Linked DNA regions of Mus musculus: region 2 is linked to region 1. A link is a contact called in public promoter capture Hi-C data. All regions are on one chromosome and are shown on one strand. The core of a region is the stretch at or near the end of the contact, and the rest is flanking DNA. Distances in the headings are between cores, read along the strand shown. Region 1 overlaps Ankrd44 (ankyrin repeat domain 44). Region 2 has its middle 46 kb from the start of Ankrd44.

Region 1 (3,113 bases), core at 54-2,553:
GATTTGTGGTTTGCAGTCACTTGGAAGAATTCTTCCACACTTAGCTTAGTACCCTTTCCTCTGAAACCTCTTCGGCTGATCCACCAACACTGCACCTTGGCTGCACCATAAGGTTCTAGGATGGCTGTCACAGAACCTGAGCTGGGGACAGAGGGCAGGTAGAGTGTAGTTATCCAATATATCACGACATCTGTGCACAGTGCCTATTCAACACATGTCTGATGACTTGATTTATCTTAGAGTGTCTACTGAAGCCTATGACCCCAAAGGACAAAGACCTGCCCCTCTGAGGGTGGCCTGCAGGTTTCTGTGCTAAGACAGAACTAAGTGGGAGCCATGTTTTCTTAGGTATCTTGTACATCCTCTAAACTTGAGTGAACAGATCAACCTGGATCCCATCATGGGCCTTGTTTCAAAGCCTTCCCGTCCATTGGGGTGCTCTCAACTAGAACCATATTTGCAGTCAAATCCAATGAGTGAGAAATGTAGCTTTTATGAGAAGGTGGAGGCAGGACATGAAGTTCAGCTGGTGCTAGACCCCCTCTGTGATGGCTGCCTGCTGTAGAACTATGTTTTCTGTGATACCTCACCTACAACAATAAGACCCAAAGAGTGGCATTAATGTGACTCCAAACCTGTCTCTTAAAGTCCCACTCTTAAGAGGTCAGTGATTTGTCAGAAACACTGACTCTAAGGTTGGTTTTTGTTTTGTTTTGTTTTGTTTTGAAGTCTATATTTGTCTCTGGTTAGCCTCAGAGTACACATGAAATGATCAGACCTCACTAAAATAAAACTACTGGTAAAGAACATTCCAGGCACAGGAAATGGGGATTCTGGAACTATCAATGGAGTTAGAAAGCAAGCCAGAATCTGGGGAGAGAGGAATTGCTGGCAGGGAACGCTTGCCCTCCTTCTAAAAATGAGAGGGCTGGAACTGAAGTTGGGGGAAAGTCAGCATCCACAGGCTTCATAAAGAACATAAAAAGGAAGCAGGATTACAGTGTCAAGACTTTCCAAGGGTCAACTCCCAAAGACAATGAGGTAAGCTGGGAGATCCACCTCCTGGTCATGTCATGGGACAAGAACCTAAGTTTACAGGAAATTCAGTTCATAGAAAGAGAAGCTACTGTAATTCCAACACAGGCAGATAGAAACTTTCTATAGTTCTTGGGTCACTAGTAGCATGGCCTCAGACACTGACAACTGCATATGGGCATGTCCAACAGCAACGCAAGGACAGATTGGAGAGGCAGTGGAGCACAGTTACTAGGTTACTAGAATCTCCAGGCGGCACTGAGGGCTCAACACTCGACACACTTTCCCTTTCCCTCTGAGGTGCCAGGCTGATCTCTGGAGGCAGCACACTGTGTGGCTCATAGTTCATATACTGTCAGCTGAAGAGCAGTGCCCAGGGAGCCCATCACACAGCTACAGCTAGGGCAGGGCCACACACTGAGGAAGGAACAGAGTGGTTAGAGAGCCCAACCTCTCCCTGGGCCTTCACTTTCTGCCACTGTGATTTTCTTCCACCAGGCCTGCCTCTTGGCCAGAACTACCGCCGCCGCCGCCGCCGCCGCCGCCGCCGCCGCCTCCTCCTCCTCCTCCTCCTCCTCCTCCTCCTCCTCTTCCTCCTCCTCCTCCTCCTCCTCCTCCTCCTCATTTTCTCTACCCCTCAGTTGTCTGGATTTGGTTCACTGTTTATCCCACATCTGGTTTTAGCCACCTGAATGGCAGTACGTCTAGCAGACTCCAGAGGTCAAAGGTTAAAATCAAACAGGAACAATGACCTTGGACGAGTCGCTAGCCCCCTCTCTAGCCATCATTTCTCTGTCAAATGAACATAATAATCAGACTTTTTTCTCCTGAATTGTGGGGTGAGATTCTGCTTAGAAAGTACCTGGCAGGACTCCTGCTGTGTGGTCACTTCCCAGAAACTGCTGCCCATCACAGCTAGCTCCTCTTTTTACTCTTTCCCTAACATGCCCCTTCTGGCTTGCTGATGGGAAAAAGAAGGAAAGACAGAGTGGGTAGAGATGGGTCTGGGAGAAGATGAAGGAGGCACCTGCCAAATCTGGTCTAAATTCAGAGTAATCAAGATGGCCTCAGCCAAGCAGGTAAGAGTAAATATGTCTGAGGCCAAATACCTCCTGCAGTAGGTTCTAGGTCTAGAGATCAAGATGGAAACATGCTGATTTCTGAAGAAGAGTGACGGGAACTGATAGCACATGCCTCTCTGGTGAATGCATGCTAGCTTACCATTGCCAAAACCTCTTGTAGGCTAGTTACTGGGTGACAATATGTACTGGGGCCAACCACAGTAAAGGGGTCCCATGAGTGTCCCCATCTGTGAGTTTAGAATGGGGACTGGCAACCGGGGAGGAAGCTCACAAGGGGTTCTAACACTAGGACACTCAGAAAACATTCTACATAAAGAAGGCGATGAAGAAATGGCCAAGTGCTGGAGCTCTCTTAGGGACAACACCGGAAAGAAAGCCTGTGGAAGCACCACTGTGGGGGGCGCCACTGGTGCATAAGAAAACAGTGCAACCTCACAACCCAACCGACAGAGAAACCGAGTTATGCGGGCAGCTTATAAATGTGGACTTTTTAAAACAATGGCTCAAAAAGGGCAAAGGGGCCGGGCGTGGTGGCGCACGCCTTTAATCCCAGCACTGCACTCGGGAGGCAGAGGCAGGCAGATTTCTGAGTTCGAGGCCTGCCTGGTCTACAAAGTGAGTTCCAGGACAGCCAGGGCTATACAGAGAAACCCTGCCTCAAAAAAAAAAAAAAAAAAAAAAAAGGCAAAGGGATGACAGATCGTTATAAAATGAAAGGATTTTCTAAGATAAATAGGAGGGAAGAAATGACACTTCACTCAACCCTTAAGTCCTTATTTCAGCAGAAGCAACAAGCGTGTATTTATATCAGGACCCCAAATTTACCTATAGATCTGTTTGGTTACCACGCATTTTTTAACTATAAATTAGAATATCTTATTTGGGGTATGGCTGAGTTTTTTTCTTTTGGGTTGATGCAGGTGTGGACTTTGATTAGGGCAACCTCTCTTGTAGCCCGAAGCTCAGGCTGATCTCAAACTCACTGTGTCAAGGCTG
Region 2 (2,986 bases), core at 107-2,606, 160 kb after region 1:
CCTCTCCCTCTCTCTCCCTCTCCCTCTCCCTCTCCCTCTCCCTCTCCCTCTCCCTCTCCCTCTCCCTCTCCCTCTCCCTCTCCCTCTCCCTCTCCCTCTCCCTCTCCCTCTCCCTCTCCCTCTCCCTATCTCTGCATTCTTATGTGTATATGTGTGTCACGGCATTCATGAGGAGGTTAGGGAGTGACCTCTATGTGTCAATTATCATCCTCCGCCTCAGTCGACACCACCGTGTATGCCCGACTGGCTGGGCCATGAATTTCTGGGGATTCCCTTGTCTCTGAGATCACTGTGAGCCTGATACTGCACCAGCCCATCAAATAATATTCGTACTTCTCTCACTCATGGCTGATCCATTTGATTCACAAATGTCCATCCTTGTTTTGTAATCCACTCTCCAATTTATGCCAGTGCCTCCCAGCCCTGTCAGACTCTGGCTGTCCACTCCTCCACTGTCCCTATCTGACTAAGTTCTTTGTACAATGGTGACTTTGAAAGGATAGGAGCGGTTAATAGAGAACTTACTTTTCAAGACTCGTGCTGTAAACATGAGCATCCAGCAGGCACCACAGCAGAAGATGGCAAGGAGAAGCATCATCCAAGTTCACACAACTCCATGATACTCCAGAATGAGCCTGTGATGACCATGCTTGGTCGCCAACCTGACTACATCGGGAATTAAGTAAAATCCAAACATGGAAGGTACTCCTGTGAGGGATTTTTACTCAATTTGAAGTAGGTAGATCCACTTCTAATTGATCTTTGAGGCAAGAAGACACACCTTTAATCTGGGCCCCGCCTCTTGCTGGAAGCCTTTCTAAGGACATGGTAGAAGGAAGCGTTGGCTCTTTGCCTGCTTGCCCTCACCTTCCTAGCAAATCCATTCCTTCACTGGCATTACAGCCTACGTCTTCAGGATTCCAGCGTCTTCTGAAGACCAGCTAAGGCATCTAGCCTCTGACTTCCAATTCCCAGCCAGCCATTGTTGAATTAGCTGGACCAAAGTCTTTGAGTCATTTAATAAATCCCTGTTTTATATGGAGAGAGAAATTCATTCTATAAATTCTGTTACTCTTAGAGAAAACTGACTAATACAGTGCCTGAGGCCAAGTCATTGGAGGGTCATTTACATTTATAGGTCATTTTTACTACAGCATCCTGAGCCTCTTATTCTGTTCAATTTTGTCAGATTTCAACAAATGAAATGTGATTTTGCTGTTACTCTGCCTAAGGAACAGAAACTATTGCTCGAGAGAAGCAGAAGCAGGCAAGGAACATGGGCCTAGTTCACATTCCTCCTAACGACCACCTAAAACCATCACTGGCATGTTTTCTTCTTCTTCCTTGTGGGCAAGCATGGAGCTTCAAGGCCCAAATCTGCACCACATGGTTTTCATTTCCTGGCCTCCTCCCTGTGCACACATGAAGTTACTCCAGATGCAAACATTTACACATTTTTTTTCCTCAGGAGCAAATGAGGCAAAGAAAGTCAATACTCTGCATACATAGCAGCCCAAGTCAAAAACAGCATCTGTCCCCCGATTTGCAGTGACCCTGCTACAGCCAGGGAAGCATTTGGACACCCACTCTCCTCACCCACTCTCCTCACACCCACTCTCCTCACACCCACTCTCCTCACACCCACTCTCCTCACAGCTCACATTCTAGACTGGCTGGTATCCTTAGACTTCTAGTTGAAACAGTAGCTGCTGGGGAGGGAGAATCGGTCTTCTCTGTTAATGATCGCCTGATATGTTCCCCAATCCCAGGAGTCAGCCCTGAGCGTGTGTACATAAAATCAACACTAAATGGGAGCAGTGGGAGATAAATGTAGGAGGTGTATACGGATGGATGGATGGATGGATGGATGGATGGATGGATGGATAGATAGATAGATAGATAGATAGATAGATAGATAGATAGATAGATAGATGCAGATGCCTATAACAATAATTATACAAGAGGTCATGAACTTGAGAGGGAGTCAGAGGAAACATGGGAAGAGTTGAAATGGGAAAAAGAATGATAGAAGTGATGTAAAGACATTATATGAAATTATCAAAAACGCAAAAAGAAATTTAAATTAAAAACTCCTATTGAGTTTCTAAATAAAAGTTTCTAAATAAAAGTTTCTAAATAAAAGACCTAAGGATAAACCGAAACAAAATGAAGAATTTCTGTGATGGAAACTGTAAAGCACTGAAGAAAAAAAGTGAAGAAGACAGAAGATGAGTGTGCCTCTTGTGCTTGTGGATTGGCAGAATCCAAACTGTGAAACTGGCTCTGTCACCAAAAGAGAGCCACAGATTCAAGACACTCCTCATCAAAATTCTAGTAACACACTTCACACTCACACACAAAACCAAATAAGCCTAAACTTCACATGGAAACACAAATTATTCCAAACAGCTAAAACAATCGTCAGCAAAAAGAGCAAACATGTCAAAAATGGTTTAACTGAGATGGCAGCTCGGGCTGAAAGAGAGGAACTAGAGGGACGGAAGAAAGAACGGAGCCAAGTCAAAAGCAACTCTGATCAAAGCTCAATTTTACTAAATCAGCACGCAGTTATGAAGGAGAGGAAGGGGGGGGGGGTAGATTCCCGCCAAATAGTCCGGGGGGACCAGTAGCAGGGTGACCACGTGGGTGGCTCCAAACAACAACGCCACAGGTTCCAGCAGTAGGCGTGGCAAAACGATTGAGCAGGTAAACTCCATCCAGGTGTAAACAGTGGAACCCTAAGGCTGGGGGAGGGGAGACTACACAGAACCACAGTAACAATGGTATTAATACAAAAACAGAATGGGCAAAACAAAAACACTAAACCCAGAAAGGAGCCAACATGGCAACAGCTGCCTGGCAAAGGTTGAAAGGTTTGTTGAAAGGTTTCAACAAACATTGAAGGAAAGGCAGCCGTTTCAGTAATGGTACTAGAAAAACTGGATGTTCGCAGGTAGAAGAATGAAGCTGGACTGCGATATCTCAC

The links. Capture Hi-C pulls out chosen DNA fragments and counts their contacts.
Region 2: a contact with region 1 is called in a promoter capture Hi-C map of pancreatic islet. The contact joins two enhancer-like sites. A contact is called at or near these places in 1 of 15 datasets of contacts at CTCF or cohesin (the NIH/3T3 cell line), 24 of 484 Hi-C or Micro-C datasets (the 63-12 cell line, the C10 cell line, the CH12 cell line and 15 more), 3 of 115 datasets of contacts at active chromatin or transcription factors (embryonic stem cells, large pre-B cells and stem cell-derived neural progenitor cells) and 4 of 9 other capture datasets (adipose tissue, embryonic stem cells, liver and 1 more).

What each region holds. Positions count from the first base shown.
Region 1 is chr1:54,806,743-54,809,855 of GRCm38.p6, forward strand. The region is part of intron 2 of Ankrd44 (ankyrin repeat domain 44); the gene reads right to left. Among named protein-coding and RNA genes, the nearest start is that of Ankrd44, 120 kb to the right of the region's middle. Within about 2 kb of position 1,304, at least 11 of the 459 cell types and tissues checked have an H3K27ac peak or open chromatin away from gene starts, as enhancers often do. A contact at or near this core is called in pancreatic islet, where this site is marked.
Region 2 is chr1:54,970,800-54,973,785 of GRCm38.p6, forward strand. No RefSeq gene overlaps it. Among named protein-coding and RNA genes, the nearest start is that of Ankrd44, 46 kb to the left of the region's middle. Within about 2 kb of position 1,357, at least 17 of the 459 cell types and tissues checked have an H3K27ac peak or open chromatin away from gene starts, as enhancers often do. A contact at or near this core is called in pancreatic islet, where this site is marked.